Linked DNA regions of Anas platyrhynchos: region 2 is linked to region 1. A link is a contact called in public Hi-C data. All regions are on one chromosome and are shown on one strand. Each heading gives the region's core, a stretch centred on a gene start, on an enhancer-like site or on the middle of the called end of the contact. The rest is flanking DNA. Distances are from core to core; before and after follow the strand shown.

Region 1 (4,529 bases), core at 1,847-4,346:
GCACTAGTAAAATAATTTCCATGATCATCTGTGGCAAGTTTCCCAAACTAGAATCTTGAAATAACTTATTTTTTCCCAGTAAATAGAATTCCCTTAGTTCATGACTTTTTTCCCCTCAAGTCCAGAACACAAGAAGCATCTCAACTTTCAGTTGCTTCCACTTAATTGGATTAGTCATCTACCTCCACAGGTATGTGCCTCAGGTCCAGTTCCTGCTGACATCCAAACCAGTGGGCCGTTACACAAGGTAGATGGAATCCAACATCAAAGGGGAGCAATTTGGGTTGGAGAGGTGCCAGGAGCCTTTTGTGCTTATCCAAATACCTGCATGCATGGAGATTTTTCTCATTGCTGCTGGAGCTCCCTTGTTGCGTGTCAGAAAGATTAAAAGCTTTGCTTGAGAGCACGGGTTGGCTGCCACTGTCTCCAATGTCTGAATGGAAATGGCGTGGGTCTGCCTATAATGTTGAAGAGCACTTCTCGTTCCCCAGACCTACTAGCATATGAAAATGAAAGGGAGTGCTATGTAAAGTTATCTACATCAGCTTTTTAGCAATGCCTCGATATGATCAGCTCTTCATCTCTTCCTGTCATGCAATCAATGAACAAAATTAATAATTATTGTTGCTATAAAGTGGCAGGAAGAGTTTGTGAGGAGATGAGAGCACCGAATTCCTGCTGAGTTCTCCTAATGAAGCTATTTCTGCAAAATAGCTTCTAAAACATCTGCAAAGTTCCCTGGAGAGCCTGCTGGGAATGTGACATTGCAATAGTTTGCTGCTCCAGTACAGACCTCAAGAGTGTGCTCCATGCTCTTGGCTATGGCAGCCCACAGCCGGTGTCCCTGTGGGGGTGACATTTGCTGTGGATAAGGACCACCTGCAATCTGAAAACAGTTCCTAAATGGACACTGGGAAATTTGGAGCTGAATCCAAAGTCCCCTGAAGTTCAGAGGAAATACAAATGAATGTGCACTCCAGCATGTGAGAAATTAATTCCTGAGTTCTACAGAGCTGAGTGCAGCTGCTCTGCAAAATATGACCCCTTAGGTTTGTATATTGAGCCAGATGCCTCAGGAGAGTTTGTGTTCTTTTCAGTATCCTTCTGGGAAAACAGTATTTCTGTTCCACTTTTGATCTGTAGAGGGATTTGGGAGCAAAGGCAGAAGAGAGAACTGGGCTCTGCTCCTTCTGAAAGATAAAGTAGGGTTGAGCAAATGAACCCCTACCATAATCTGGCAAGATCTGCTGTAGTCCAGGCGGTCAGCCAGCCTGCTGGGCACAGCCCGGCCCTTTCTCTGTGCCTTAGCTTTCGTGTTTGAGAAGTGGGATGATGCTACTGGTCCTTGAATTACTTTGAGCTACTGATAAGTAGGTGGCTGGAAAAGGAAGATACTGTTTAGGTATTGCTTAGGTGATGGGACCTATTCCCTCTTATTTCCACCTCCTTATCACCACTTTACAAAATTGAAAGATTTGCTGCAGTATTGGTCTATCATATGAAGGGATGAAATCCATAGGATTTTGTCTGCAAAAAGCTCAGAGTTACTTGTACAAATGCAGCCTTTCACAGAGCATCTGCTAAAGCTGTGGGGGACCTGTGCTGACACCGGAGGGGGAAAAAAGGGTGTTAGCACTGGAGCACCCTATATGGCCCACAGTATATTTACAGCTAGTCTGCCACTTCTAGTGCTCAGTTTCCTTCCATCTGTCCCTGGCTGCCTCTAGCCCTCTTGTATTTGCTGTACTGAGACTCAGCTCTTTTACAAGCCATGGGGCAACTTGCCCATACAGCTCAGGCAGGTACAAAGACTACCCTTGAAAGTCTTGTCCTGGGGGTCTGCATCTGTAAAACCTGGCTCTATAAAACTAGCATTTGGGTATGCCTGTTTCCAGTATAGGATAACGTACAAAGTCAGGAATTCCAGTGTTAGCACTGGGTGTGGATTTGCCACTGGCTTTTTTTTTTTTTTTTTTTTTTTGAGGGGAAGATATTCTTGCTTTATTTCCAGAGGCAAACCTTTCCAAAGTTGTGAACACAAGAGCTTGCTAAATATTAGCTTTCAAGGTTTTAAGTCAGTGTTTACTCGAGTTACCTCTGCTTGAAGTCTATATAAAGAGTCATGTTTGCTCAGGCATACTCCTAAAAGCCCCAAGACATGGCTCTGGAAGGAGGTATGCGGCAGCAAATGTAAATATTGCTGTCCTTAAAAACTGGAAGCTCTCCTATTAATCTATAGAAGGGAATAGTAATGTAAAGAAAAGACTTCATTAGATTTGGAGGTGAAGACTGCAGAACAGTACCTGGAATGAGTGAAATTCAGTGATATTTAAAATATGACGTGGCTAAGTTTTGGCCCTACAATTGCAGGTGCTCTGCTGTTCACCAGTGTTGCCCTTTGCCATCATCAAGGCAGCATTTTCTAATACCTTAGACTTGTAAGCAGTTCCTGGGAACTGTTTTTATAGGGACTTTGCTGGCCAGACTACGCTGGCCTCTTGCTGTGGGACAACAGCTAGATTAAAAAAAAAAAAATTCTTTCTAGTTAGCAAACTGATTCCCTCCCATCTTCTGCTGGTGTCATTTTTCTGAGAAGGTCATGGAAATGTGAGCTGAAATTCAGGTGCTCTATGATATGATAAACTGGAGAGGAATTTCACAAGGGACTGCATAAATACAGTGCAAAAAAAAAAAAAAGAGGGATTAAAATTCAACCACAATATTTACAAGCCTCTCCACCTTCTCACATATATGCAGGTATGTGGAGGCCAAAATTCACATGAGTGCCATGGAGCTGAGAGAGGGATCAGAGTGCTGAGCTGGCTGAGGAGAATTGTATTTGCTCTTGGCGTAACACTTTTTCTATGTATCAACAGGCAACCCATCAAATCCCTACTTCATTATTTTTCCCTTCTATAAGTAGCTATTAGCATCCTTCCCACAGCAGGGAAGTAGGATGTAAATAAATGGAGCTGAAGTGTTTTCATGCTGCAGCAGGAAACTGCACAAGCTAACACAATGATTGCACTTATGGTGTATTGCATCTAAGGCGATGCTGTCTAGAGGAGTGAAGGATTGCTGCAGAGCTGGAGGCAGCAGGGCCGATGGATTTATGGTTTTCCGATGCCATCTGCTGGCATGCACCTTACTTGTGCACTGAGCTGCCGAGCCCTCCAGCTTCCCTCTCTCATAAGCAGACAGTGCAGCTCCCCACGTCTTTGCAGGTGGTATAACCCCAAACCATCACCTCTTGCTGCTTTTTTGAGCTTTGCAAATCAAATGTTCCCTGCAGCCAAGCACCTGTAAAACCACTCTGGTTGTGATCCCTGCTGGGGCTGGTCTTTAGCTGGGTGCCTGAAGGCTATCCACACCTCCCTCTTTGCATGCTGTAATGCTACATGCTCCATGGGAGCAGACCCAGATCCAAGGGGAGCTGCAGCTGGATCTCTCCTGTGGCCTACCAGGCTAAAACCCCAAATCCATCTGATTTTGAGGAGTGGGGTTTTGCAATAATGCTACCAGTAATACTGTACTAGGGCAAAATTGTAATGATACTGCTGGAAAGCTTTGGGAGCAATGAAAGTTTTTGTATAAATCCCTGAAATGCGCTGGAAAAATAAAAGTGAATATTTGGAGGGTAGAGGACATGAAGAAACTTGTCCGATTCTTGTCTTGTAGTTCTGCAGAAGTGCTTCCTATTAAGTAAAGCTGATTATGATAAGAGCATCTGTTGATTGCCATCCTTGACTTTTACAGGTATTATCACTCTCAATATGCAGGTAGAGCCTATGCAGCACAGCAGCTGCTCTGGGATGATGGGTACTGCAGGAGAGCTGATCCCTGGAGCTTCCTCTGCGTCCAAGCAGCCAAAGCTCAGCTGCTTGTAAGCTCTACTTGACATGTGCTGACGACCTGGCTGTACTCATGTGCACTGCATGAGTTTAGTGGGCAGGACCTCTGTCAAAGAAAAAGCTGAGTAGAAAAAGTAATGAAATTCATTTTTTAAGTCTTATATTTTCAAGAGATTTTCTTTCACTTTGAAAAAACACCGCATAAAGACTTCAGACTCTCTGCTGTGACAATACTTGTTACAATTCATGTACCTTGCTTTGACCTGAATCTAGGTTTTCCCAGGCCTTCCTTTAGTGCTGCCTTCAGGAAATTTGCAATAGTAAAGTACAAATAATAAAAAAAAAACTTAGAGTTCCTGACACTTAACTTTAGTAGGTCAGGAGTGGGTAGTGGCAATACCTAGCTGGAATTTGTATTAGCATATTTGCAGATATGGATCAGAGGTTTGAAATCCAGATGTCAGGAGAATGAATGAAGAGGAGAAATCACTAATCAAATTTTCAAGGACTGCAATGCAATAAAACAGGGTAACTTGATGGGAAATGTAATAAAGCCTCCTAGTCTGTTTTCCAGCTACATTCAGGCTTAATGTTTCAGGTCTTATGCCTCCCTCTTCACATGGGCTTTAAAGGGAAGGAGGATGTCTGTGAGGATTCGTGAGGTCGTTTTAACAAATG
Region 2 (4,422 bases), core at 79-2,578, 45 kb after region 1:
TTTTTTTAAAGGAATAATTTGAAATGTGATAAATAAAATAGCTGTTCTAGGAGAGCTTTAGGTTATCGGTAAAAAAATTAATAAAAGGGAAACTGTGGGAAGAGTGGGTGTAAGTCAAGGCCCCTTTCATGAATTTGAAACACAACTTAATAAAACTTAAGAGGACAGAATTCAAAAGGAAAAAAAAAAAGTGTATCAAAAAAGAAGAGAATAAGAGAATAAAGCCATACAAAAAAAATAACCATAGTTTAAAGAAATTCATCTTGAATTAGTGTTGCATTCAAGGTTTGCGTTTGGAGGGACCTGTATGGATTTATAAGCCTTCACATGCGGTGCTTGTTTTGGGGATTTCCATCTTTTATTATCTCAGTTAACTTTTTCCATGTTGGTTTTTCATGTCTTCACCAAACAGTAACTCTTGGCCAAGCATATGCTGCTTTTTCTTCCTAGCTTTTGGAAGTAGTGAATGAATACTTAGATTAAGATCATCACTCTTTAAACAGAAGCATGTACTTCCTGACAGCGTAGCAGTTCATCAGATATCCTAGCAAGCTGCACAAGCCAGGACATATCCAGCTGCTTCTATGGAAGAGATGTTATAAATGAGTGATTCCAGCAGAGCAGTATTTCTATAGAGGACAGAACACATAGTTTGCTCTGGGCTGTGTTTTCTTGCATAAGAAAGCAAATGCTTGTCTTAATGAAGCATTGTGCAACAAAGTGAAACAGCATAAGGGGAAAAAATCAGTTTGATGGGTCTGTCACTTTCTGTGGCAAATGACTGTTCATTTAGAAGACTGAGTATGTGAGGTGGTAAATCATTCAATAAAATTCCCACTTTTTTTCACAGACTTTGTGGTGAAGTGGGAAAATAGTTTTTTTTTTTTAATGATAATTCTTCAGGCACAGTTGTGTTGTGGTGGTGGTACCTTCAGAAAAGCATAGTGGTGATGCCCTGATGGCATCCTTATAGGTCTTTGTCCTGCTGGTTACATAAGGTCTTTGTGAGACACTTAAGCCTGAACTGCAGCCACTGTGGTTTTTGCATCATGTTTTTAGAAGTGGGAAGTTGGAGAGATGAGCAAAGCCAGTATAAGAACCTCAGAGAAAGCTTGTGGGTCAGGCAAATGCAACTTCCCTCCTCTCACCCGCTGTGACACCAGATACAGCCGCTGCTCTGGAGTGTACTAGCCTACTCCAAATAATTTGAATACAGGAACATATTGCCTGCAGCCAGCATATCCTAGGATTCTGGCTGTGGCTAGGGCCAGGGGCCAAGTCGTGCTCATTCATGTTGTGGGAACAGGAAACCCCCAGAACTAACCAGGCAATGCTGTCTGACACAGCTGGGAGTGGGCTTCAAACCCTCTTTCCCATTTATTTATTTATTTTGTGTAATGAGCTGCTCTGGAACTCTGCAGGGGGTAAATGCTGAGTTCCTGGTCCTGTGTTTTATTGTGCGTGTTGGAGGGGTAAGCATCCACTGGTTAGCCCTGTGTGAGTAACTGCAAAGATGCTTTGGTAGGTAGCAGTGGCAGTAGAGTCTCAACATTCGTATATAGGAAGACAGTAGCACTGTGCTGCTTTTATCCACATAGAGTCGTCATACCAGTGGTAACTGCTTGTCTGGTCAGTGATGGACGCTAACTTCAAATCTTCTGTCTCTGTGGAGTATGTTACACCCTAAATAACAAAAAGACCACATTTAAACCACAGAGCCTGGGTGAAGAGTGTATACCAGCATTGCTGGTTTAAATTAGACTTACCATAAGTTTTCTAAATTTCCTAAATTTTAATATTTATTAATTATTAACAGTATTTTCTCCAAAAAGAGATGTCTCAAAGAAGTCATCAGAACCATCAGTTTGCATTCTGGGGAAGCTCTGTATTTACTCAAAAAAAAAAAAAAAAAAAAAAAAACACTTATGTGGTGCCCTACCCATTTCTCATGCATGCACTTTTCCCCTTAATTTTAATTTACTGCCAGTTCCTTTCAATCTCCCTGGCTGAGGGCTGTTAGGGAATGCTGGAGAGCTCTAAGGGAAGAAAAGCCCAGCACAGCGGGTCCTTGCTGCCCTCTGGTGGCAATTTCCAGCTTCAGTTGCATTGTGCATTTGTGTTTATATACGTATGTGCGTGTATGTATCTATCAATCTGTGGTGTTTAACAGAGGAGAAATATTTCTGCCACCAGTATGGTTGCTGGAAAGTCGTCTTCGTTCTACTCAGAAAATCCACATGGCTAATTTTACTCGTTATACACTTAAGTTATTAAACAGGCTTTAATTATATTTCTCTGTAAAGGTGGGTAGTTCTGATAACCCCAGACTGTAAGACTGGCAGGTGACTTCACTTTTCCCAAGCCTTCCAGGTATTCTACTGAATTTTCACCCCACTATGTACTGCTCTTTCTGGGACGTGTTCCTTTTGGTATAGTTCAAATTTCTCCTTTGCTTTACCAGATTATTCTTACTCTTTACCTTTATTATCTATTAACCTAATTTTTACTATTTTTTTTTCTTCACCTATTGTCTTTTCTATCGGTGGTTTTTTTTTTTTTTTTTCCTGTTTGTCTCTCTGTACCCAAGCCAAGGAAGCATAGTGCTGTAGAACAGCATCTCTGTTCTACTGACATGGGAGAGGCTCCAAAAAAAAAATAAAAATCCCTCTCCAGGTCAACACTGCAGTGCCCCCTCTTGGGGATGCAGGGTGGCAAAATGTTACCCATGGGTCATTAGCTTGCTTGGAGTATGGTTTATTTGCTTCTTTCTGGTGCTTTTTGGGATACAGTTCATACGTTAAAAATGCCAAAGCAGACACTTAGCAAGTGGCAGTCACATCACCTGCATGTACATTGGGTGCCTAATGTTAGGTGGTGTGTGGGTCCTTCCGTATTTATAACTGATGAATAAAACGCTGAAGGTTGTGGTTCTGTCTGTGTGTACCAACCCAAACCCAACATTTAGCTTTCTGTATACTTTGTATAGTATTACTGTTATTAGATAACACGGAACAACATGGTTGTTGAGGAGTTTCTGACCTCTGCAGTTTTAATACCATGGATAGAAACAGAAATGTTTTTTAGAACCATGCATCTGTGGAACACTGATAGTTCTGCAGGAGAGAGAAAAATTGTGTATCTTATTTGGCCTCAAGGAAATGTGAAACATTCACAGTCACCAGTTTTAAGTGTTGCCATTTTGTTATGTCCTTTGTGGTTTCCTGGCATTTCTGAGTCTTTTTAATGAAGCTCACAACTTCCAGCTCTATGTGCTTTGAACTGGGAGTGGATGGAGCACATTTCTACTTGCTGGTTCACTTTCCTTGGACACAGTGATGTCAGTTTGTATGAGTCAGTCTAATGAAACCTGAAATGTCCTGGTCCCTTATGGCCACAAGATGCTCTGACTGTGCCTGCTGCTGCCTGTAAGAATCACCTTTCCAGAACAGTGACAGTGACACTGAGCAGGAGTGTGATGCCACAGTCGCACGGAGGTGTTACCTTCCTTCAGTTGGCAAACCCAGCTATACTGCTGGTATAAGAAAACAAACTGTTCTGAGGGCCTTTAAGGGTGAGAAGCTCCTCATGTTTCTAAATCCTGCTCCTCTGAAGTATTGAGTGCATGTTTTGCTCTGTTAGCCACTGTGGTTATGAGAAATAGATTTCTTGGATGTGATGTCAGCTTGTGAGTGTTTGTGGTTCTTAATTTTTTTTTTCTTCGGCTGTATTGCTCCAACCTGATATATATATATATATATTCATACACTTGCATTTCCTAGATTTTTCTTTTTTCTTTTTTACAAGTTCTTTGTACCCTGTCTCTGTCCTTTTCTATTTCTTCCTATCAGGTTTCCCTTGTTGCCTCCTGCTGCTGCACTTGGGTTTTGCTCTTGTTTCTTTCTCTCATGATCCAGGCAGCAGAACATGGAAAACATGCATGTGAGGAGCAGGGTGAGTTGCAGAAGCTCAGAAGGAGCTGTCTCTTGGCTGGGTGCATCCCATCACCCCCAGTCAGAGCATGTCAGCAGCTGCTCTCACTTCTAATACCAACCACTTGATAGTCAGTGGGTTCTATAGGACTCCCCAAGCCAGCAGAGGCCGTGCTGCTCTGCCACATGGGCAGCTTTTACCACCACTGGGAACTGTGCAAAAATGCAGTCTCCCTAGGGCAAATTAAATGGAAAGAAAGGGGACGGAACAGCAAACACCAACAACCTACAGTAGACCTGCACCCACTGTATCTCTGGACTGTCTCCTGCCTGGGTCCACAGTGGTAGCAAAGTGCCGGAGGCGAGGAAGGGTTTGCGCTGGGCTGGGCGTTTGTCAGCTTACACAGAATAAATCCATTGTTTGGAAAGCAAATGCTCAGAGCAATTAGGCTGAATCGCTCCCTGCAAACATGCTGATTAATTTAGACTTTCT

The links. Hi-C and Micro-C count contacts between places; a contact is called where the count stands out from the background.
Region 2: a Hi-C map of skeletal muscle shows a contact between it and region 1, with 2.2 times the contacts expected there. The contact joins two enhancer-like sites. A contact is called at or near these places in 3 of 8 Hi-C or Micro-C datasets (liver, skeletal muscle and subcutaneous adipose tissue).

The regions. Positions count from the first base shown.
Region 1 is chr11:19,246,470-19,250,998 of IASCAAS_PekinDuck_T2T, forward strand. The region is part of intron 1 of MCTP2 (multiple C2 and transmembrane domain containing 2); the gene reads left to right. Among named protein-coding and RNA genes, the nearest start is that of MCTP2, 12 kb to the left of the region's middle. Within about 2 kb of position 3,097, at least 1 of the 8 cell types and tissues checked has an H3K27ac peak or open chromatin away from gene starts, as enhancers often do.
Region 2 is chr11:19,293,078-19,297,499 of IASCAAS_PekinDuck_T2T, forward strand. All of the region lies in intron 8 of MCTP2 (multiple C2 and transmembrane domain containing 2), which reads left to right. Among named protein-coding and RNA genes, the nearest start is that of MCTP2, 59 kb to the left of the region's middle. Within about 2 kb of position 1,329, at least 1 of the 8 cell types and tissues checked has an H3K27ac peak or open chromatin away from gene starts, as enhancers often do.